4 separate regions of the Mus musculus genome follow, and regions 1, 2 and 4 are each linked to region 3. A link is a contact called in public ChIA-PET, HiChIP or PLAC-seq and Micro-C data. All regions are on one chromosome and are shown on one strand. Each heading gives the region's core, a stretch centred on a gene start, on an enhancer-like site or on the middle of the called end of the contact. The rest is flanking DNA. Distances are from core to core; before and after follow the strand shown.

Evidence for each region. A called contact is a pair of places that touch in the nucleus more often than the background predicts. ChIA-PET counts read pairs in DNA pulled down with a chosen protein or histone mark. HiChIP or PLAC-seq counts read pairs in DNA pulled down with a chosen protein or histone mark.
Region 1: an H3K4me3 HiChIP or PLAC-seq map of embryonic stem cells shows a contact between it and region 3, with 13 read pairs. The contact joins the promoter of Mroh3 here to the promoter of Camsap2 in region 3. A contact is called at or near these places in 2 of 39 promoter capture datasets (embryonic stem cells and stem cell-derived epiblast-like cells), 2 of 484 Hi-C or Micro-C datasets (epidermal suprabasal cells and nephron progenitors), 4 of 115 datasets of contacts at active chromatin or transcription factors (embryonic stem cells and pancreatic cancer cells) and 4 of 9 other capture datasets (adipose tissue, embryonic stem cells, liver and 1 more).
Region 2: a contact with region 3 is called in an RNA polymerase II ChIA-PET map of memory CD8 T cells, with 16 read pairs. The contact joins the enhancer-like site here to the promoter of Camsap2 in region 3. A contact is called at or near these places in 4 of 39 promoter capture datasets (the C10 cell line, embryonic stem cells and pre-B cells), 8 of 484 Hi-C or Micro-C datasets (CD4 T cells, CD8 T cells, the G1E-ER4 cell line and 4 more), 6 of 115 datasets of contacts at active chromatin or transcription factors (the SCID.adh cell line, embryonic stem cells, memory CD8 T cells and 1 more) and 2 of 9 other capture datasets (adipose tissue and liver).
Region 4: a contact with region 3 is called in a Micro-C map of embryonic stem cells, with 2.0 times the contacts expected there. The contact joins the enhancer-like site here to the promoter of Camsap2 in region 3. A contact is called at or near these places in 6 of 39 promoter capture datasets (embryonic stem cells, hippocampal neurons, pre-B cells and 1 more), 29 of 484 Hi-C or Micro-C datasets (CD4 T cells, the G1E-ER4 cell line, the HL-1 cell line and 10 more), 13 of 115 datasets of contacts at active chromatin or transcription factors (the SCID.adh cell line, T-cell acute lymphoblastic leukemia, differentiating embryonic stem cells and 6 more) and 4 of 9 other capture datasets (adipose tissue, embryonic stem cells, liver and 1 more).

The regions. Positions count from the first base shown.
Region 1 is chr1:136,209,346-136,214,789 of GRCm38.p6, forward strand. It overlaps Mroh3 (maestro heat-like repeat family member 3), which reads right to left and starts at 3,475. Exons shown (of 23, transcript NM_001329610.2): 1 at 3,260-3,475; 2 at 1,944-2,058. The coding sequence starts at 2,031. It overlaps Inava (innate immunity activator), which reads right to left. Exons shown (of 10, transcript NM_028872.3): 10 at 4,177-5,073. The coding sequence ends at 4,981.
Region 2 is chr1:136,118,064-136,123,807 of GRCm38.p6, forward strand. Cacna1s (calcium channel, voltage-dependent, L type, alpha 1S subunit) reads left to right here. Exons shown (of 44, transcript NM_001081023.2): 42 at 273-379; 43 at 607-750; 44 at 894-1,759. The coding sequence ends at 1,067. Among named protein-coding and RNA genes, the nearest start is that of Gm15850, 10 kb to the right of the region's middle. Within about 2 kb of position 1,743, at least 85 of the 459 cell types and tissues checked have an H3K27ac peak or open chromatin away from gene starts, as enhancers often do. A contact at or near this core is called in CD8 T cells, the G1E-ER4 cell line, the SCID.adh cell line and 3 more, where this site is marked.
Region 3 is chr1:136,344,278-136,350,503 of GRCm38.p6, forward strand. It overlaps Camsap2 (calmodulin regulated spectrin-associated protein family, member 2), which reads right to left and starts at 1,827. Exons shown (of 18, transcript NM_001347109.1): 1 at 1,022-1,827. The coding sequence starts at 1,160.
Region 4 is chr1:136,170,802-136,176,533 of GRCm38.p6, forward strand. Kif21b (kinesin family member 21B) reads left to right here. Exons shown (of 35, transcript NM_001039472.2): 31 at 341-505; 32 at 787-904; 33 at 1,358-1,528; 34 at 2,002-2,201; 35 at 3,236-5,732. The coding sequence ends at 3,290. Among named protein-coding and RNA genes, the nearest start is that of Mroh3, 39 kb to the right of the region's middle. Within about 2 kb of position 3,475, at least 91 of the 459 cell types and tissues checked have an H3K27ac peak or open chromatin away from gene starts, as enhancers often do. A contact at or near this core is called in the G1E-ER4 cell line, differentiating embryonic stem cells, embryonic stem cells and 2 more, where this site is marked.

The DNA.
Region 1 (5,444 bases), core at 2,225-4,724, 130 kb before region 3:
CTGAAGGGATAAGACAAATGAATGAGAGCTATAGCAATAGGGCGGGTGTGGGGGGTAATGGGCCTGAGTGCAGGCTTCTGTTGTCCCTACAGACAAAAGGTTCTAGGCAGGGTTTGAAGCCAAAGTGCAGCCCTTCCATTCACTAACCCCATGGTCTGCTGCAAATGAAACTCTTGACTCAGGTTCATCAACTGTGCAATGGCAAAGATAGACCTCCATGTGGTGATGCTCAATGAACTAATAAAGGCAGATGGGTCCTTAGTAAATTAAAATACACCCCCATCCCCAGGCCCAGTGCAGTAGTGCACATCTTTAATCCTAGCATTTGGAAGGCAGAGACAAGAGAACCAGGAGTTCAGGGTTACCCTTAGCTAATAGTGAGTCCAAGGCCAGTCTGGATTCTATAAGAAGAGCTTGTCTTTTTAAAAAGGAGGGGATTAGTTAAGAGACTGAAACAATAACCAGGAGAGACAAATGGTAGCTTTCCTGGAGGGAGGTGATAGCAGGAGGTAGTCATATCTGATATCTATGTTGATGATCAGTAGAAATAGATGATAGAGAAGATGTGAGCCTAAAAGCTACAAAGAAGTCAAGATTGTTTTAGGGTTAGGAGTGTAGCTCAGTGGTAGAGCACTTGCCTAACATGCTGAAGGCTCCAGGTTTGAGAATCTGGTACAAGTACTAAACAAAAATTAATTAGGCATAGTGGCACACACCTGTAATCCAAGCACTTGGAAGATAGAGGTAGAAGGAAGGGTCTTGGAGTCGAGGCCACCCTGAGCTATATAGTTGAGTTCTGAACCTGCCTGAGCTACATACTGAAATCATACATCAAAAAGTAAAATTAGATACAAAAGAAAAAAAATCAAATAGGTGTTGTAGCACACCCTCTCAATTCTAGTATTGTGAGGCTGCGGCAGAGAATAAGGGTAATTGTGAGGCCAGCTTGATCTACAAAGTGAACTCTGAGCCAGCCAGTGCCATAGTGCTACATAGCAAGACTCTGCCTCAAGAAAAAAGAAATTAAATTTTTGGTCTGAGAGACTAGAAGTCTTGGGTTGTCGTTTGTTGACCTGAGGGTATCTGAAGAGGGTAACAAAGCCAGGGTTCATTTGGGCCATGGGCCATGTTGATTCTGAGATGTCTACCTGGCATTAGAGTGCAGATATAAATAGGCTTTGGGTTGGGACGTGGTGGCACATTCTTGTAATCCTAACCAGGAGGTTGAGGCAGGAGAATCACAAGCTTGAGTAATTTAGCCAGACTCTGTCTAGAAGAGGAGGAGGAAGAGGAAGAGGGAAGAGGAGGAAGAGAAGGAGGAAGAGGAAGAGGAAATGAAAGAGGAGGAGGAGGGAGAGGGAAGGAGGCAAAGGCCAACAGAATAACACAGCAGGTTATCCAGCTGGCCAAGAAGTCTGACAGTCTAAGCTTAATGTTCTAGACCCATGTGGTGGAGAGACCCATCTCCTGGAAGTTGTTCTTTGACCTCCACACATATGCCATGGCATGCATGCACATTGTACATGTGTATGCACACACATGGTAAAGAAATAAAGTGAAATTAAATTTTAAAGGATTAGGGCTATAAGAACTTGGAATTTGGACACCTCTAGTCTAAAAATCAAGTGTTGGTTAAGAGGTTATTGGCCTGTAGGTAGTATGGAAAGATCTTTCCATACTACCTACAGGCTTTAAACATCTAGGGCTCCACTGAACGTCTAGTTGCCTCTAGGTGAGCTTTCAATATCTCAGACCATATCAACGCCCAGCTAAGCTCCAGGCCTCTGAGGGAGATGAGCCTGCAGAAGGAGCAGGCCTTAGAGAGTAGTTATGAAAGGGATAGCCCTTAGAGTGACATCTCTAGCAAGGGCCAGGGAGCCATTATCACTTCCAAACTGCCTCAGTAAGATTAGTGATACCCAGGCCTACAGAAAACTGCTTACCTGATAAACTTGGCTCTAACAAGACATCGTACATCGATGACCGAAATGTTACTCTGTTCAGATTTCTCTCCTCGGAGTGTAGATTCATTTGCCCACCCAGGACAGGATCCAACAGCTTGTAATGAGACCAGCAGTCAGGCCTGATGAGAGTCTGGTCTTCTTAGTGATGCAGGTTTAGTATAGGGGAAGGCTGCAGGAGGCAGCCTGACCATTTACAAGGACAGGGTTGGAGATAGCAGAACACTTGTTCAGCATGTCCTGAGGCTCTGCATTTATCCATGGCATGAGGGCAGAATAAGAAGAGAAAAGAAAAGAAAAGAAAAGAAAAGAAAAGAAAAGAAAAGAAGAAAAGAAAAGAAAAGAAGAGGGGAGGGGAGGGGAGGGGAGGGGAGGGGAGGGGAGGGGGGAAAGGGGAGGGGGAAGAAAAGAAGAGAAGAGAAGAGAAGAGAAGAGAAGAGAAAAAACAAACAAACAAACAAAACAGAACCACAAGAACTGACTGGACAGTGCCCATGCTAGGTCCTGTTTGCTAGTTTCCCATTTTATCTCCTGTTTCTGGGGAAAGTGCACAACCCCCCTTGAAGAACCCTGACTCCTTATGGGTCATGCAGGCACCAGCCAAGGATCTCCTGTGGCAATCTCAGACTCAAGCTGGCTCCCAGGGAAGTTTCTATCTGTGGTTCTGATGTCTTAAGGTCAGGTTCTGAAGCTGTTCTTAGCAGAGGGTTCTTTCCCATTCTCTAGGATGTCCCTTCTGCCATCCAGGAGGGGAGGCTAAGGACTCTAACGTGCCTGCAACTCCCAGACATGGATGCTCAGGTGTAGAGCTAGCCTATGGACTGAAACTGAAAGGAGTTATGCCCAACCAGTTCCTCACACTGGCACATTTCAAGGCTGGCTGCTTACAAGAACTTAGCTATCCCCCATTTTTTCTTAACAGCCTCCCATATCTATATATCTATAGCTATATAGATATATAGATACTTCAACCTCTTTGCCACCTAGAAAGATTATTACAACAGAACCCTCTGATCAAGCTTTACCTGGAATTGGGGGTGGGAACTGGAGAGATGGCTCAACGGTTAAAAGTGCTCACGGTAACTCCAGTTCCAGGGAAGCTGATGCCCTCATCTAGCCAAAGTGGGCACTGCACACACATGGTACGCCCATATACATTTAAAAAAAAAAACCCTAAAATGTATTTTTCTGGGCCTAACAGATGACAGATGGCTAAAACACAAAACCAAATACCTGCCTGACAAGTGTGAAACCCTGGGTTCCATCCCCAACACAGGAAAAATAAAGTTCAAACTTACCACAAAATAAGTTACATCCAAAATCAAGTCCTTACTGGCCACAGTTAATAGCTACATTGATGTTCAGGTCTGAGATAAGGATGCCCACAGCTTCTCTAGAGGCCCTGGAACTCTCTTCCCTTCCCACCCAACCCCTAGCATGGAACAACCCCCAGCCTAATAAAGCCAGGTCCTTGAAAGCCAGATTCCTACAGTCTCTAGGGCTGGCCACCAAGTGCAGCACTGGCGTCACCCCTGCATAGCCATCTGCCTGGCCCTTTGTGACCTACCTCTTCCTTGACTGTGGAGAGGGACAGGCAAAACAGAGACCCCTTTCTCTGCCTGACACAGAGCTGCTACCTCAGACTCAGGCCACAAGCTCTCCAGAAACTGTAGCCATAGCAGGCGCTCTGCTCTCAAGTCCTGAGCACCCCCTACAGGGCAGCAGAAAAAGTTGCAGCCTCCCTCCAACACCCCTCTCCTCCTACTACCCCTCCCTCTCCACCTTTTGCAAAAACACAGAAGGGGTCTTATGGAGAGCCCCTCCTTACCCAAGGAACGCCTGTTTTTCCAGCCACAAGAACAATTTCAAATAAGCCTCAAACCACTGAGCCTGGGCCATCTGAAGCCAGAGAAAAAGGGATCACAAAGCGCTGAAGTGCCTTCCAAGGTTACTCCATGGAGCTGCCATGAGGGTGCTGAAAATGGAATCTGGGCTTTCCAGATTTTAACAGTTGAGCTAAAAGTTCAGGCTCTGGAGACCTTGAGGAGCTTTGCTGGATTCCCTGTGCTCAGAGAAGCAGCTTGAGTTTCTGTCTGTCACTCTGCTTGCTCCCTAGAGTCATGACCAAACCAGGCAGCCATCTCAAGGAGCCCACTCTGTGCTTGGTCAAAACAAACAAACAAACAAAAAAAACAACTCAGCACACACACAGAATCCTTCATCCTCAGCTGGGCCAATCAGATTTTATTGAAGTATTTGGCACAAGGTTGCCCTGTAACGGAGGGCACCGCCACGGTGCAACCACACGAGATAGCTGTTAGGTAAGACCAATAAGTTAATTAATGTGAAGGATGCTCAGGTGTGGGGAGGCACTAGCACTCAGAAGTCTCTCAGCTCTGTGGCTCAGGATCTAAGGCACTTAGGGATCCAGAGAATACACTGGGTTGGGGGGGGGGCATCTATGCACTGGGGAAGGGGCTCAGAAGCCATACAATATGGCAAGTGGAGGTTGGGACTACTGTAGGGTATGGGAAGAACACCATGACAGAAATGCCTGTGCCCTGAAGGGGAGAGGAGAGTTCTGCCCAGCATCTGGGAAACAAGGGAAGAGTCCCTGTTGAGGGAGTCCCACATCCGGCCTCCAGCCTTAAGAAGCAACAGGTATCTCAGAAAGAGGGCCCAGAGCATATGGGACGTCTCAAGGGGCCCTCTATGCCACTTGTCCTACATAAGGAGACAAATGCTGTCGATTAGTCCAGCTCGACATTAGTCCAAAAGGCCAGACTCTGGGGGATAAAGCATAATCATGTTATTAAAGAATAAGACAAATCACAGATATAAATCCTCAGGTCAGGACTTCTGGGAAACACATGTAAAAAAACCGAAAGGTCTCAGCTCTGCATCATCGGCCTGCGATGAGGGGAGGGGAGATGAAAGAAGCACTTAAGGGTGAGGGGGTCCTCGACCCCAGCTCCAATAGAAAAGTCTTTTCCCGCACGAGGCAAGGCGTTCAGAAGAGTTACACTTGGCTGATAATCTCTCCGTTCTCAGGCACAAAGACTTGCACTGGGGCCCCGTCCGTCGACCTCCGGAGTACGTACACGGGGGGCACCTGTCACAGGCAGGGAGAGAGGAGAGGCGGATGAGCAAACTGGGTAGAAAGGTCAGTGCAGCAAGCTCAGCCACATCGTTCTCTTTGCTTAAAGGCACAGACCATCATCGATAGTGAAGCCCTGGTGCTCTGCTCCTGCCCTCCCCAGGAATGATGCCCCCCAGGTACCACCCCTGATCCAGGTCCTTTGGGGTATGACGGTCACCCTGACCTTCTTCTCCACCTTTCCCGGGCTCATGTCTCATCACCGTCCCTGTCTGACAGGTTGGGATGAGCCAAGCCTAGACCAAAGGCAGGTCTAAGCTCGCAGGAAGGGATAGGCACGTCAGCTAGAGGGTGTATAGCCTGGGACTGGGCCAGGGCGCTGCCCA
Region 2 (5,744 bases), core at 493-2,992, 230 kb before region 3:
AGTAACAGTGAGGGTACTCCCTTGCTTGCCAACACACATAGCCATACTGAGCAAGAGCTTGCTGGCAAGTCTACCCCTCAGCCTCCCCCAAACCATAAGGACAAAGTGCTGGGCAGGGAGAGCTGAGCCAGTTCTGTCTGGCCTGGAGTTGCTTAGGTTTCAACGTGTGTCTACCTTCTCAACTACCTGCTGTAGCTGCCCAAGCAAGACTCTGATGACTCCCCCCATCAGGGGTCGGCAGCCCCACTGACCTTGCCTTCCTTGGCCCACAGGACCTCACAGCAGATCTCATGTGGACAAACTGAAAAGACCGATGACCCAGAGAGGAATGCCTGAAGGCCAGGTGCCTCCTTCCCCGTGCCAGGTAACAGGGGCAAAAGCCTGGGAGGAAGCGCCATATAGACCCCACTTGGCCTGGCAGGGGAAGAGCCCTGTGGGTAGCAGCCCATTCATAACAGAAGGATCCTGTGTTCCTGCATCGTCCTCAGTCTGTGGGTTTTGGTGGAGACTCCCTTGGATGAGCTATGGGCTCCAGTGTGTCTGTTAGTTCTAGCATATCTGTTTGGGGGTGTCTTTGCTTTTCTGTGTTTGAGACAGCTCTCCCAGGCAGAGCATCCTGTGCAGAAAGAGGGAAAGGGCCCCACGTCACGGTTTCTGGAAACACCCAACAGCAGGAACTTTGAGGAGCACGTTCCCAGGAATTCGGCTCACAGGTGCACGGCTCCAGCTACTGCCATGCTGATCCAGGAGGTGAGGTGGGGCTGGAACAGAGCGGCATACTCAGGAGTGGCCTTGTAATAGTCTGTCGTTGGAGGAAGAGTAGGACCAATGGGGGTGGGGTGCAGAAGACAATTTGCCTGGAAGACCCACCCAACATCCTCCTCCCACTGCAGGCTCTGGTTCGAGGAGGACTAGACTCCTTAGCAGCAGATGCTAACTTCGTCATGGCAACAGGCCAGGCCCTGGCAGATGCCTGCCAGATGGAACCAGAGGAAGTCGAGGTGGCAGCAACAGAGCTACTGAAGCAAGAATCCCCAGAGGGCGGGGCCGTGCCCTGGGAGCCTTGAGCCTCAGGTCCTCCCCTGGGCCGCCTGAATCTGCGTTGGGGCTCCCAAACGACCCTTATTACTCCCAGATGTGAGGCCTATACAGAATGACACAAGCTTAGAAATACCATGACCAAAAGCCAGAAAGTGCTGGAGTGGAGAAGTAGGTTAGCCCAGCTTAGCAGCCTCCCCTGGCCCCTCAGTAGCCAGCTGTATGGACTGAGTAGCGGTGGTCGGGAACCACCTCAACCAGGCAGGAGGCCATGGGTGGGCAGGGCCGGCCCTTCTCCTCATCAGCAAGAAGCAGGATTCGGCAGGGCTTGTGTGGCCATTCACAAAGGCCTGATCGGTGCCAGGGTCTGTCTGTCATAAAGCCACTCTATCTAGCTGGACATTAAAGTCTCCAGGCCTGACTTTGGCACCTGGCTTCTGCTTGCCTGTTTTATTTTATTGTTTTAGAACATCTGGAACTCCCTCTACCCCCTTTCTCAGAGAACCTGGGCCTTGCAGAAGAGTACCAGGCCATCTTCACTTTCCCTCTGATGGCATTAGAAGAAATGCCACACCCTGGTTACACCAGAGCCAACCTGTTTCGAAGCTGTAACCCTGTGACTTTGGCCAGAGTCCACCGCCAACGCCAACTAGAATCTCAGTGGCAGTAGTTTATGGCTATGTGTTCCCATGGCTCCTCTTCCATACCACCTAACAATGACTAACAGCTGCTGTCTCTAACCAAGGGCCTCAGGAGCACCTCTTGTACTCACAAAGCCCTTCCACACAAAAGCCACTCACTTCTCACCACAGTCACGTTCAAGATGAGGAAACAGGGGTGTGGGGAGATGACAAGATATACCTGTAATGTATCGCTAATGCGAGGCAAAACTGGGTCTGCCTTGCCCTGCCCTCTCCCCTTCACAAGGCACTCTTTCCTTCTGCCTATTCCTCCATTAATCGTGGGCCAAGTGCCTGCTCCATGGCTGTTGCTGTGGTAACAAGGCTGCCCTGCTGTCAGCCTCCTGGCAAAGTCCACAATGGGCTTCTGAACTTCTGGGTCCTGCCCCAGGATGTGCATAGCACAGGGCAGAGGTGACACTTGGTGACCTGTACATAGGGTCCTAGACCCAGCTAGGCCCCAAAGCTTCCTGGTGCCCTGTCAGTGAAGCAGTTACACACACACACACACACACACACACTCACACACACATACACACACATTCACACACTCACACATGCACACACCCACACACATGCACACACATACACACACACTCACACACATGCACACACACTCACACACACATGCACACACATACACATGCACTCACACAACACACACTCACACACATGCACACACAAATACACACACACATGCACAGTACACACACACACACACACACCACATGTTCTTTTCCCATGCCCTGTCAGTGAAACAGTTTCAACTCCTCCCGTTTCCACAAACCTCAGCACCAGCAGCTTGCCTTATCCACCTCACTGATAAACAGAAGTCACTGGAAGGTCCTTCCTCTCAGTTCTTCTAATCACACTGACCTATCTCCCCTCTCCTTCCTTTTTGACCTACTGAAAGCTGAGTCTTTGCTCCAGACATTCTCCACACCAGCCCTTCCACCCTCTCCCTATCTCTGCACTGGGTCCTGGTTGTGTCATCTTCCAAGTGTGGCTCAGCATTACTAGACACCGCGCTCACATAGGTGAGGCTCCTGCTCACCTCTGAGCTCTAGTGTGCCTCTCTAGAACCTTCCTGAGCTCTACCTGACCGACCTCTAGCCATCCTTCAAACCTCTTTTGCTGTCATTCCCCAGGACTTGACCAAGCTGTTTAGAACCTGACTCCCAGGCCACGCCCCAGGCCACGCCCCAGACCACACCCCAAACACAGACATCCCCAAACATCTTTCCCATCCAGAAGGCATAGCAGCACTGCTGTGAATGCAGTTTACCCCTGCCAGAGGCTAAGTTCCCTGAAAGCTGGAGCTGTCCCCGCCTTGTTCTCAGCTGCCTGTGTAGGGCCTAAGCTGCCCCTCTAGGGCCTAGCACTCTGGTGGCCCAGACACTGCTTGTTAAACAGGTGTTACAACCAGCTAAGAAGCATAAACACCTCCTGCTCTGTGTCACCAGCTCAGCAGACACTTCAGCCACGTTGGCTAGGAACAGGTGAGAGGAAACATCTCCACCTTGTCAGCCATGGTGGCTCACCCCTTTAGTCCAGCACTCCAAAGGCAGGGGATGGGGTTCTCTCTGAGTTCAAGTCCAGCAGAGACTGAGTTTCAGACCATCCAGGGCTATATAATGAGGATTTTTGTCTCAAACAAAACAAAAACAAAAACAACCCCTCTGTCTCCAAAGGTACCAGGTGGGACTCCACACTGTGGCCTCCAGTGTCCCCCTTTCACCTGACTCATGGCTAGTGAGGTAATAGCTACCTACATAAAAAAATTTCCTTTGCTATAAAATACTATCAAAGGGTGTTAGACTTTGATGAAGGAGCCAAGTGTCTTGTATGGCATTTAGCATGTACAGAACGAAAACTATATAACAAAATCTTGTTTCAATGGTTTCCGTTACATATTAATGTATTTAGCCTTCTTAGCAGTTAAAAAGAGAGACAGTTCTCTTTATTTTGCAACTGTGACACCGAGATCTCTGACCTAAGTCTGTGCAGCTACCAAGAGGCCCAGAAGGGAGCTAAACCTAGGCCTTTTGGCACTGCATTCCATGTTCTTAACGGATACACTATTTGTCAGGTCTACACTACCCTCCTATCCTGACTGACAGCTACAGGTGTACACAGGCCCGGAGAAACTAAGTCTTCGTCCCTTTGAAAAGTTCAAGCAATTTCCTATCGAGATATACAATGTTCTAATTCATCGTGTGCAAATCCCGTCCTCTACCGGGCTTCACCTCACCTGATGAGTGGTTTCCATCAGAGGAAAGGATGACGGAGGAACGGTGCTGAGTGAGCAGGTTTCAGCTAAAACAGACGTCCCCTTAGGAGGACCACCTAACAGAGTCCATGTACCATAGGGACAGGGGGCCCTTCTGTCACTGGGAGGCACCAACGTTCTTGACAGTTCCGTGCAGATTTGGTACCCAGCTGCTGAGTGGGGACTGTGCCAGAGGGGCAGGAGTGCCATTTGCAGGAGAAGTGGGCACAAAATGCACGCAAAGACTGCAGAGATGAGGGGAGCCTCTCCCATAGGACGGTGCAGAGCTCAGAGCCTCCATGGAAAATCCAGAAAAAGTGTGCTCAGGTGCCATCCCATCAAAGTCACAAGAGCTCTCGCCTCTGGCCCTGGGGCCTGCTCTGAACAGGGCCTGCTCTTTCAGGGTTTATTTATTGTGGTGATAGGGATTGAATCCAGGGCCCTGTACATGCTAAGAAAGGATTCTACCACTGAATTACTCGCCAGCCCCATCACCTGCTTTTTGGAAAGGAGAGAAATGACCCTACTAAAGTTGTTAAAGCAACCTTGGAAACTGAGTCTTACCCAGTGACTGCTGTGTCACATGAGGGTCAGGGAGTTGACATTGCTCTGTCAAGTCTAGTTCAGCTTAGCCTTGGGGTACAGATGTAACTGTGCAAGGCTCGTGTCTTAGTAAGTTTCCATTGCTGCGATGAGACACCATAGCTAAAGCAACTTGGGGAGGGAAGGGTTTATTTGGCTTCCAAATGTAGGAGATGCCGGCTCCTGGAGCTGACCTGGACTCCCCACCAGGTGTCTTACAGAGACTGTCCCCTGCTCTTCCCAGCCTTGGGCTGACCGCTCAAGAATCCTGGGTGGCATCACAGCATGCTCCTGTTGCTGGCCTTTGTTCTGAAGCTGTTCACACCTGTTCTGACCACCCAGAACTGCCTGGATGCCAGCTCACCAAGATGAACTTCCTGTGCAAAGCATTCTGATTGTTTTGTGTTGATTTCATTTTTGAGACAAGGTCTGCCTATGTCACACTTCCTAAGTTTCAAACTTCCTCCCCTTAGTATCCAAGTACTGGGATTGCAGGCATGCCCCTCTCACCGGCTCTATTGCAGGCATGCCCCTCTCACCGTCTCTATTGCAGACATGCCTCTCTCACCGGCTCTATTGCAGGCAGGCCCCTCTCACCGTCTCTTCTATGTGTGTGTGTGGGGGGGGGGGCAAAGACTCACTCAGACTGAAAACATATGATTTGATGTTACCACGCCCTACCCCCATCACCCACCTCTAGCACCAGGGACCCACATCAGCCCAGGGGTAGGGAGCTATGACCAAGGCTTCTTCCTCTGGGCCTTTTCTTTTTTATTTTATCTCGTTTTGTTATTGTTTAAGACAGCGTTTCTCTGTGTAGCCCTGGAACTCACTTTATATAGCCCAGGCTGGCCTTGAACTCCCAGACCCTCCTGCCTCTGCCTCCCAAGTGCTGGAATTAAAGGCGTGAAGCACTGCCACTGGCCCTCTGGGCTTTTTCTAATTTTGTTTATGACTTAAGCTCTTTGCTCCACTCAGTCTGAGCCTTCCTTTTGGATTCTCCAACTTACTTTGGAGATTACAGAGCAGAGAGGAGAAGAAAGGTCTTTTCAGCCTTCTCTGCATCCTCCCTTGACCTTCCTGACACTGATTCTGCTTAAGGCAATGTATTCTCTGTCTGCTGCTTCAAGTTTCAGAAAACAAGGCGCTAAGGAGGGACACAGGCAAACGTTTTA
Region 3 (6,226 bases), core at 577-3,076:
CTTTAGCCTAGATATACAAGCTCTGTAAACACTTGCCTATGTATACAGTTAAACAATAAAGCTGGATTAAACCACTTAGCCACATATTTTCACAGTCCTAAAACAAGAAATCAGTCATCCCCCACAAACAACCCAGAGACAATTTTGCAAGCATGAAGGAACTTCTCTATTTTTTTTAAAGCATTCCACAACAAGGGCTCCTAAAGCAAGAGCTGAGGAATTACAGCAGGAGGTCCCTTTCCTGTTATTCTGCGAAGGCTGGGTCAGAGAGAGAGTGTTTAATTACTGCTGTACTACAGGATTTCTATGTCAACAACACATCCCTGCCCCAAGCCCCCCCAAAAAACCACTTCTACTTCAAAAAAGAAAAATTCAAAGGAAGGAGGGGTTGTTTATCTGATTTTATGACGTCAAAATACATTTGGAAAAGGAAATATGCCTCAGTGACATTAAGTGAAAAAGCACTATCCAGTCAGAAAACTAAAAGTGGTTTTAATGGGTGGCTTAACGAGAATTTGGAATGTGTATGAAAGGCTGTGAGAGGAGTAAGGAACGCCTACAAAAGATACTGCACTTCAACACTGACCACCTTTCATCCTACATAGCCTGACTAGCAACCACCATTACAAATGTCAAGATCAATATAGTACCCCACCTTCTTCCAGTAATAAGCTCAGATTTCTTGGTATGGTAACCACAATTATGACCGAAAGGGAAACGTATGCAAGATAATAAGGAAAACACCACACATTAGAGCCATTTTGGGAAAACACGATAATTTGCTCGCGGAATTTAGACACACGCTATTCAATAAAAGGAACCCGGTCAACCCCTCCCGCGTCAGTCAAGGGCACCTCATTTAAGACCAAACCTGCCTTCTTTCTTTCTCCTAGAGCTCGTCTCCCGTCATCTCCCTAAACCTGTACCGGAAGATACACATGGGGGAGGGGGCTGGAATCAGGAACAAAAACTGGGATGTGGACAGCATCGGGAGGAAGAGGAAAGGGACGACACCACTTACCTGTCCCAAAGGCTTTGGCCACCAGCCAGGCCAGATTGCAGGCGATTTTGGCCCTGGAGAAGTCATAGTGGTCAAAGGGTTTGATGGCTGGAACAATGAACGTCCTTCTCATCTCCCGCGGGTCTGCAGCATCCCCCATCTTTCACGGCGGCTGGTTGGGATGGAGGGACGACGGCCTTCACATGGTGTGGCGGAGAGAGGAGTTCAGATCGTCCGCGCCGGTCGCGGCCCTCCCGGGCGCCGGGCACGGAAAAGCTCAGCTGTGCTCGTCGCGAGTCCGCCGCCCGCGGGAGCCGCCGCGGCCCCGGGCATAGACGTGAGGCGGCACCCGGCCGCGCTCGCTCCGGCCCGGGTCTGCCCCTCCGCCTCCCCTTTGTCTCCGTTTAGTCACACGGGCTCGCAGGAGGGTGGCGGCTGAGAGGGCCCGGAATGCTCGGGCGGGGGCAGCCTGGACGATCACGTCGCGGACAGTGTCCCCGCCATGGCGGAGCGCGCACGCCCCGCCTCACTCACGGCCGCCCCTCGGGCCGCGGGACCCGCCGCGGAAAACGTCAGAATCGCTGCAGCGCGCGAGCCGCCCGCGGCCCGGCGCTTCTCCGGCGCTCCGATCGCCGCCGCCCGCCTCCTCGGCGCAGCTCAGGGCCAAGGCAGCGGCCTGGGGGAGGCCGCAAATCAAATCACGGGCCCTCGGCTCCTGCCTTATCGGGCTTGTCCTCGTATTTTCCGCTACCCCTCCCGTGGCCGGACGCCTCGCTCCCCTTCAGCCGCCGCCGCCGCCGTCGCTGCGGTTTTCCGGCTGCGGCACTGGATGGAAAGAGCAGATGGGAACACTGAGCATGCGCCTGGCGCGCCCGGCCCCGCCCCCGCCGCTGTCTTGCGCCGCCATGCGCACTGAGCATGCCCAGCCTCGCTGCCGCCCGCGATGGGCTCCGCGCCCCTATCCATTAATCAGCACAGTGCCCGCTGGATTGGACGTTCTGTACATCCGCAGCTTTGGGCTGCTGCCGCCGACACTGCTGGACGAGGGAAGGAAAGAAAGGGAGAGGAGAGGCTTTTCTCCTCCCGCTACACGTGGTTCAGCCAAGAGAATTGATATTTGTTTCAAATGCTGCTTATGTCACACGCGTATTGCTGAGAATTTGCCTTGCACACCCATTTAATCCTTGCAGTAACCCTGAGAGAGGTGATACAGCTGGTTGACCACGAAATTATGGAGGGATGCAGTAACTTAAGTCACCCATGGGGTTTAACCAGGGTTGAAGGTCAGGTTTAAACTCTCCAAAGCTGTATACATTTCACGTCATGACGTTTTAACTTGATACTCCCCACTTAAGTTTTCTAAGTGAAGGATCCGGTTTTTTGGTACCTTCTGTTTCCTCGTAGAAAGAAACATAAACCCTTCCACAAAGAACATCCACAATTATGATTTGTCGCAGTTCGTCTTGCCAGAACTCTCTCCGTTCCCCCACATGGGTATGCTTTCTCAGAGCTGTGCGCTGCCTGTCTCTGTGGTCTCTGTCCACAGTAGTCACTCCCTCCAGAAAGCCTTCCCTGATACTGCCAACTTCCCGTGCAGAACTGATTCCAGAGCAATGTATGTCCTTTATGTCATAACTTGTCACACTGCATTCCAACCACCAACTGTCTTTAGCTTTCAAGCTGACTTGCCTTGTCTCTGACACCTATATGATGCTAAACCTCACAGTAGTTGCTCTATCAATGTCTAGGGTCAAAGGGAGAATGTTACTGTAGTTAACACCGAGTTTGGTTAACTTTCTAATTCCCCACTTCTTGTTTTAACACATCTGATTTTAATTTATGTAATCCTGGGTGGTTTTCATTTTACAGATGAGAGAGCTAAGAGTCAGAAAAGCCTCTTAAATTGCAGATATAGTAAAGGCATAGTCACAGTCTGAACCCAGAACTATCTTACTTTGTACGACTAGGGCCTCCCTATTATCATCAGCCGTTAAGATGGGAGACATATGAAACATGAGGGGAGGCGTTTTGATCCCTACTATCGAAAAGGGCAGCTCCAGGAGCAAGCCCCTCCCTTTTGATTTCTGTTTAATCCCCAGAAACACTCCTCCTTGAACCCAATAAGGCATTACAGATAAGCCCCACTAACAATGCCAAGCAGGAAAAAAGGCACTAGAAATAATATGCCATTGGGTGATTGGCATATTTTTTTAGTAATTCAATTAATATTAATAGGGTTTTTCTCATGGGCAAGCCCCTTTGAAAAATTAATGTATTAACTGGTTTGTCAAAGCACATTCAAATGGTAACTAGTTTCCATATTTATTTGATGAACTAAGCACTAATTGTCTTCCTGTTCTAGATGTAGGACTGAGGATCATAGAGACCAGGTGCCGTGACCAAGATTTCTCCTTCCATTTGTATTGGAGTCTGGCTTCAAACTCAAACCCAGGTCTTCTGTCTCCACTCCTTGGGTACTCTTCTGGGTTCCTGCTCCCTCTCTGAATAGGGGCTAGCACATATACAAATAAAGAGAACATATCATAAATATGGTACATGCTGTAAAAGACAAAAAAAATAATCACAGCAAAAATATATGGGTAGGGATACTTGGAAGATGTCTTAGAGACTGCTGTCCAATATAATGTTCTTGAATCCAACTTCAACAGGATTCCAGCACATACATACCAAGTTAAGAGAAATCTATGGGCTAGAAAAATTAGAAAGTGATACTGAAATATTATGTCTGTTATGTGAATCCACAAGCAAATGCAAGATTCTCGAAGGCAGCAATCAGGCTTTGTGTTACCTGTGCTCTAGCCCAGCACTGTGCTCAGGCAGCATTCTCCACAAATATGTGTCAAATCTCATTGAAAACTGTTTCAACCTCAATAGACTACATGAGGAAGAGAAGAGACAAAGGCAGTTGCTCTGGCTTGTCCCTTGATAGGACGACACAACGGTGAAGCTTTAGTGAGGATAGCATTACTATGACCCCAATTGGGAAGGAGTGTGTTTAGCAATGAGGAGGGAGGGCAGCTTGGGAACAATGAGCAGCTTTTACTCTGAGGGAGGCTGTGAAACAACTTGGGGTCATAGTTGGAGCCTGTTATTAACAGGGAAACACCCTGAGTACAAAGAGGGAGGATTCATTTTCAGGGCGGCAGACACTCTAATAGGGTGTTCTTTGTGACACCTTCAGAATGATCCCTTTTAAGGCTAGAAGTCTCTGTGGACTATCGCTGTCGAGAAGAAATGTTCTCCTCTACCTTCTGAAGACAACTGACTTTGTTTGAAGCAAAAACCAAAGCCAGGCGATTCTTTGGGCCTGCTCTTCCAGCTGCACAGATGCCTTCTGCTTTTTACCTCCAGGTCTGGGGTGTCAGTCCTCCTAGGCTCTGATTCCCATGCACACACAGCTCCCTTCTCTATCTTGCTCCCTTCCCAGTTTCCTGGAAATCCTGAAACGCCAAGCAGACTTCTTTCCTTGTAGTCATCATCAAGCTCTGTCTTTGAATAGATGTAGAAGTGTATTCATTCACTCATCAGCCCCTACTGATGGAGCTCCCAAGTGCTGAGGAGTCCATATTGAACAAGACAGCTGAAGAAGCGGCTTCCTAAACTGGGCACGCTGGCACAGGCTCACAATTCCAGCACTGCACTTAGGAGATTAAGACAGAAAGACCAGGAGTTCAATACCATCCTAGGCTACATAACAAGTACAAGACCAGCCTGAGCTACATGAGACCCATCTCAGAAACAAGAAAAACAAAAAGGAAAAGAAAGAAAACAAGGAGGAGACAATGACACCAAAATTTTTTGTTTGCTTGTTTTGGTTATTCAAGACAGGGTTTCTCTGTGTGGCTCTGCCTATTCCGGCACTCACTCTGTAGGCCAGACTGGCCTCGAACTCACAGAGATTTCCCCTGCCTTTGCTTCTTGAGTGCTGGATCTAAAGGCATGCACCACCACCACCTGGCTGACACCAAATTCTTAATGGAAACATGGAGCCTGTAGGATCTAACAGCCTGGCTTTCTTCATTGCCAGGTCTGTGTCACCAGAGGTTAACAGCCTTGTTATTTACCCCACAGAAAACCTCACTGTAGTCTCACTCAGTTGACTTCCTAGCACATAAGAAGCTCTGGATTTGACCTTCAGCATTGGATCTGGGGGAGCACAGCAGGAATCCCAGCCCTTGGGAAGTGTAGATAGGAAGATCAGGTGTTCAAGACTATCCTGGGAGAGGTATGAGGTTAAGACCAGCCAGGGTCACACAAGATCTTTCTCTTCAAAAAGAAAGGAGAGGGTGGGAGAGGGCAAGAAGGAGGGGAGAGGAAGAGTCAAAGAGACAGAGAGAGACAGAGAGGAGAGGGAGAAATATTTTAAATCATGAGAGAGAGAGAGAGAGAGAGAGAGAGAGAGAGAGAGATCTCAATCAGATCCATATATCCGTTCATAGTTACAGAGAAGCAGCTACTGGGCACGTGGATGCACCAGACTGGGCTCTACGTACATTAACTTATTTAATCTCATCACAGCCCTACTATCCCCATTAGGTAGATGAAACCACTGGGAAGGCTTAAGTCACTAGAAGACCTTAGGTTGTTGAAATTTAGGAGCTAGGTTATAAATAAACTGGATCATCTAGGTTAAGAATAGGGATTCTGTTAACTGAATACCACTCTGTAGTTGAAAAAAAAATGGGGCTGTTTTGTTGACATTCTGAATGCTTCTAAGTAAATACAATTTTTATTAAAAGAAAAAAAAAGAATAGGGATTAGAGATACAACTCAGTGGTAGATCACTCAATATGCACAGGCTCCTAGGTTCTACCACAAGCACACACACACACACACACACACACACACACACACACACACTAACCAAGTAAAGGGATGTGAGGGAATTCTTAGCTAATCGATGATATTAATGGGTTTAGTTGGCTGTTTAACTGCCTCTGAGAAGCCAGTGTGAGACAGAGGCATCTGCCATGCATCATCTCTAGATGCAGCTGTGGCTCTCATCTAAAGAACTAACAAACTTTTACAAGAATTACCTCATTAATCTTGACAACAGTTCTAGTGTGTGTGTGGAATGACAGGAACATACAGAGGCCACAGAACTTCCCAGAGCCACACCATGAATCAGTGTCTGCACAGAAGGGAGAAACCTACCTCCAGGTTCCCAGGTCCAGCACTGGAGTTCCACAGATCCTATAACAAATT
Region 4 (5,732 bases), core at 2,225-4,724, 170 kb before region 3:
TATTTATTTTAATGAAGTCTGGGGGCTGGGATGAGGAAACAGGCACGGAGAAGTTAAGTGATTTCTACATGAACCAGCCAGCTTCAGAGCCTCTCCCTGGACTCTTAACAGGCTATTCAAACCTACCCACGCACACCGACAGGTCGTAGAAAAATGTCGAATTGAGTCAATCTCTCTCCTTGGCCCTGTTTTTAGGGGAAGCTGTTCTTCCCAGATAGGGAAGGAGGCATCCTGGAAGAAGTGGCTTTCTGAGCTGGCCTGTGTGATGTTTTCTTCGTTTCCCGGCCTTTGTGGGTAGACTCTACTGACCTCTGGCTTTGCTTTTCCCCCCTCTGGGTAGGTCCTCAGGCCAGGTGATCTCAGGAGATGCGTGCATAGCCACATCCACCCGCGCCATCACCAGTGCCCAGGGGGAACATCAGATCAACCAGATGGCCCTCAGCCCCTCAGGCTCCATGCTATACGTTGCCTCTGGCAATGCTGTCCGCATCTGGGAGCTCAACAGGTCGGTGACGGAGCTAGAGAAGAGACCCAGGGAAGGTCCACAGGCCTCTGCATGGGGTGGCCCACTCCTGGGTGGGCAGCACCTCAACTGTGCCTCCAATCCCCCACTCTATGACCTTGTCCTCTGCCGCTGAAAATCTTGGTCCTTGATCTTGCTTTAAAGGGGAGACAGAGTAGAGTGGCCAGGATTATCTATTCCTGATCAGATTCCCTCCAGTCCCCTGATCCGATGTAAGTGCCCTCTGACCATACTATCCCTGCCTGGGCCTCTCCCTACTGCAGGTTCCAGCCCATTGGCAAACTGACTGGCCACATTGGCCCAGTGATGTGCCTAACAGTCACCCAGACTTCAAACCAGCATGACCTCGTGGTGACGGGCTCCAAGGACCACTATGTGAAGGTACCTACAACTGCCTTGACACGAGCTGTGGCCACCTCTGCTCTGAAGCTTAAGCGGTGCTGTTTACCGGGAACACGTAAAACCCAGTGAGACTTCCGGGAACGGCCGCTTGAGAGGGCGTCTTGGAGAAGACAGGAGGATGTGTAGATAGAATTAATCTGTAAATGGTGAAAAGTAACGACCTCAGTGTGTGAGGAATGCAGGTAGAACCTCTGAATGGGAGATGATGCAACCGTTAAAATGATAGATTGGGGGAAATACGAAGTACACAGGACCCAGTGATTTAGTTTGCTCTCTATGGGTATGGCTGGACACTTCGGTAGCCAGAAAGTAAAAGGGAACAAATAAATGGAGATGGGGTCGTGGGACTATGGCAGTGTCCTTCCCACAGTACTCCAGGCCTGCCCCAATTGATCATGCCCCTGTCTGAGCTCTGCCCCTCCTCGTCTGCAGATGTTCCAGCTGGGCGACTGTGTGACGGGCACCATTGGCCCAACCCACAACTTTGAGCCCCCTCACTATGATGGTATTGAATGCCTGGCTATCCAAGGAGACATACTCTTCAGTGGCTCCAGAGACAATGGCATCAAGAAGTGGGACCTGGACCAGCAGGAGCTCATCCAGGTTTGGGGAAGGGAAGGGAGGAGTGTGCCAGGGCAAGGCCACAGGCAGACCTTAGCAGAGCCCCTCCAAGACTGCCTGCTATCTACCCTCTTCCCTGCTACCTCCACGCCCCTCTCCCTGCAGCCTGCGGGGATTCCGCTGGGGCCCTCTATACCCTGCTATACCCTGCTCTTGACAAAGCCCTTGTGCCCAGTTCTTTGTGGGAGCACTTGACTTTAGCCTAGCTCTCCTGTGGGCTGAAGATTTCTCCAGCAGCACAGATTTAGAATGTGGGACCTGGGGAGAAGAACCCATCTGTGCTTTGGAATCCCCCCAGCCTGGCTCCTGGGAATGGTAGGGTCCATCTGCATGTTAGAGCTGTCCGGAGCCAGGCGGCATTCCTCCATGGCTAGCAGGAGGGGTGATGTGCTCCTGGGGCCCTGGGGCAGGCCCTCTCTCTTCCCTACACCTTATGAGCCCTGGTCCTTCCACAGCAAATCCCCAACGCTCACAAGGACTGGGTGTGCGCCCTGGCCTTTGTACCCGGCCGGCCCATGCTGCTGAGCGCCTGCCGGGCCGGCTTCATCAAGGTCTGGAATGTGGACAACTTCACACCCATTGGTGAGATCAAGGGCCACGACAGCCCCATCAATGCCATCTGCACCAACAGCAAGCACATCTTCACGGCCTCCAGGTAGGTGCTAGGCAGAGAGAGCCGCTTTGCTCCCCTCCTAGAGTGACCAAGTTGACAACTGGCTCAGGGCTCCGCAGCTGTCCCCACACACAGATCCCATCAAGCACTCCTCTTTATATTTAGTGCTCAACTTCACTGAGCACTAGGCACCCAATGTCCTGGGTGCTGCAAAGGCAGGGGATCAGGGAGCCACTGGGCCCCAGGCCAGGACTTGCCCCCCCGCAGCGATCCAAATGGCTCTCACCCCCCAAGGGCTACAGACTGCCCTGCACCACTCCCACACCTCTGCCCCTCCAGCTGTAGCTCTGGCTCCTGTGCAGGCAGTGCCAGGCCCTCTATCCCAGGGACACTACTCAGCCGGGTTTCTTCTTTTCTCTCCTTGTTCCCACCATGTCCCTTCTCTCCCCTCCCATCTCTTCCTACCTCTCTTCTCTGCCTCTACCTCCCACCCCCACCCCCCCTCAAATAGTGACTGCCGGGTAAAGCTGTGGAATTACGTCCCTGGACTCACCCCCTGCCTTCCTCGACGAGTCCTGGCCATAAAGGGCCGCGCCACCACCCTGCCCTGACCTTCCCCCTCCCCCTCTCACTCTTCCCATCTTGCCTTTTCCTGTCTTTCCCCCACCTCGATCTGAGCTGCTTCTTCACGGTATGAGCCTGTTTTACTCTTAACCTTCTTACTTCACGCCCTGCCTGGCCCTACAGATCACCCTCCCCGACCCTCTTGCTAGCATGAGCAGTGGGCCAGAACCCTAAGGTGGCAGAGAACAGGGGGAGGCATTCAGGCCTGGACACAACACAACAGGAAAGTCTGGGACACCAGTCTTGCAGGGTCTTGCAGAGCATGGCCTGGGCCCTCCCCTTACCCAGTACCCCTCCCCGTGAGGTCTTCACTGGTCCTAAGCAGCATCTGCCTTAGCCCAGCCATATGTGAGGGAGGTGGGAAATTTGCCCAACCTTTGCTTTGGGGTGGGGGTGGGGCAACCAGCAGGGTCCACACCCACAGCTGAGCAGCCTCCCTCTGTCCTCCCCAGTGACCTGACAGTGAAGTTCTGGAGCATACGGCGGCTACCAGCAGCCCACCCTTGAAGTTAGGACTAAAGGTGGCTAGACCGTCAGATCAGACCCAGCAGCCTACCCAGCACGGAAAGGAAGCTGTGGCCCGACCTTACCGGAACAGCCAAGTTCACCGGAGTACAGAGGGTGTGGCTCTTCTCTCGCTCTGCTTCCTCCACCACCCCTTCTGTCCCTCCCCTGCCTCCTAAGAAAGACGAGGTGGAGGAGGGACACAAGCTGTGAAGCCAAAGGGCACGATTCCCCAAGCTGCTGCTCCACCTGTTCCCAAGCCTTCCTCTCAACTGGCCACATTGTCTCCTGCTGAGCCAGCCCTGCCCCTCCCCCAGGCCCTCAGCCTCGGTTGAGACCGAGGGAGAAGCAGGGAGAAGCCCCCATCTATCTTCCAGTGAGCTAGCCTCCTCTGTGTCTCCTAGCCCCACCTCCGGAGCCGCTTCACCTGCCTCTGAGCCCACCAAGGTAGTTCTCAGGTAACCATGGAAACCAGATGTAAGCAGCTGAGTCCTGCCGCTCACCCACAGCCAATCCCAGTGGGGCCCCGGCCCAGTCTTTCCTTGAGGTTCTCTTCTGCTGGGGCCTCAGTGGAGCTGTTTAAACAGTTCCTTTGGGGGGAAGGTCAGCGGCACTGCAGTCATTTAATATATTGATTTTTATTTTTGTGTTCTGCTGTTTGCCTCCTGGAAACTGACTTGAAGTTTCTTCCCATTCTTCCCTCCCCTCCTGGCACGGAGGTGGGGTGGGGTGGGGTGGGGGTGGGGGCCTTCCCTCTGCTTGCTCTGCAGATGAGGGGATAGCCTTCTCTATCCTTTGCAGCTCTGACAATTGCCCCGGACCTGCCCATGCCGGCATACCTTCTAGGATAGACCAGGTCTCTAGGCCGCCTAATGCCGCAGTGCCTTTCTCCATCCTGAGGCCTGATATCATGCCGGGCAGCCTTATACTAGCCATGCCCGCAGCCCACTTGTGTCTTCTACTCCTGGGCCTGGTGCCCACAGCCCCTGAAGGTCAGAGCATTCACCCCAACGGCCCAGTACCAGGGAGCTTGGTGGACTGCCCACTAGGTAGGCTTTGAGTAGTAAGGGTACCAGGTCCTTTGCCTAACCCCCCAGCCAGTTATGTTTCCACCCCCAAGGGGCTAGGGAACATCTTCAGCTTCTTTTCCTTTAGTTGTTCCAGAAACAGCCTTAAAACCAGCCTGGGACAAAGGCCCTCCCTTTTCAATTAGCGTGAGGAGGCAGTGACTCCTTGCTTCTCCCCTTGGTGCTGTGGACTCAGCTGCTGGGATGAGGTGAAGTCAGTGTCTAGCGCCCCCTACTGGAACAACTCTGAATTTATAGAACTGGGCCATGAGAGGGGCCAGCTCCGTTCCTCCCCCGGCTTCCCCTGCCCTTAAACTGGTCCACACTTACTCTATTGCTTCACTGGTCTTATGCATCCTGGTCTCATTCCGGGATCCATGAGCCTCAGCCCCATTCAGAGGCCGTGGTGACTTGTGGAGAGCTAGCATAGCGCCACTGTACTTAGCTCTTCTCCCTCTAGGGCGAGTACGTTGGTGCCTGTCCATGAGGCCCTAGGATGGGAGAGTTAGGAACTGATAAGGTCAGACCCTCTCTGAACCTTCCCAGAGCTGTGTCTGAAGCTGAAACTAAGAAGATTGTCCCGCTTATTGGTGGCTCCAGCCAGACACGGTGTTAAGTCTGGGTAAGTGGATATTTAGAACGGAGCACCGGAAAAGCAGATCACCTGGAACCTGGACCGTCTGTCTGCAAAGACCAGAAATCCTCCTTCCCCTGCTCATCCTGGGAGTGTTAAGGAACATCCTTAGCACTCAGAAGTGACCACATCTTCTCCTTCACCCATCTCCACCTAAATGGAAAGCCCGGACCTTACACCCTGTAAGAAAACCCAGAACCCGTCTGCATGGCTGTTTACAAACTACAGAAACACGTGAGACTTTGTCCCGACCCCTCAGGCTGGGCCGCCCCAGCCCGGGGTGCCTGTACTGTATGTATAGCTGCAAGGCCAGTTCTTGCACAAAGTGTGTGTGGTCTTACAGCCCCCGCGAGAGGTGCTCACCGGCATTACCCCTTCTGCCATTTCTGATGGGTCACTACCTCATGGCGGGGCTGCTATGCTGTCCCAGCGAGTGTCATTGACTAAACTTGAAATCGGAGCTCTGAGCTCATCGTCCTGAGCCATTCTGAGCTGTGTTCTGGGAACGTTGGAGTCCCTGCTCACCCACCCTTTCGGGGATGTCCAAGGTACATAGTCAGGGGCAGGACCCCAGCTCCACTCATTGCACAAGCATCCTTCTTGTCGGAAGCACAAACTGGTTGTAATTTGAGCACAATAGCAGGTCTCTGGGTAGACAGTATGAGCAAACTTGGCACCAGGAGATCTTTCCCAGATGGGCTTCGTCTTAGGTTAGACCAGGGCTGCCCGTGTCTGTGAGGTTAG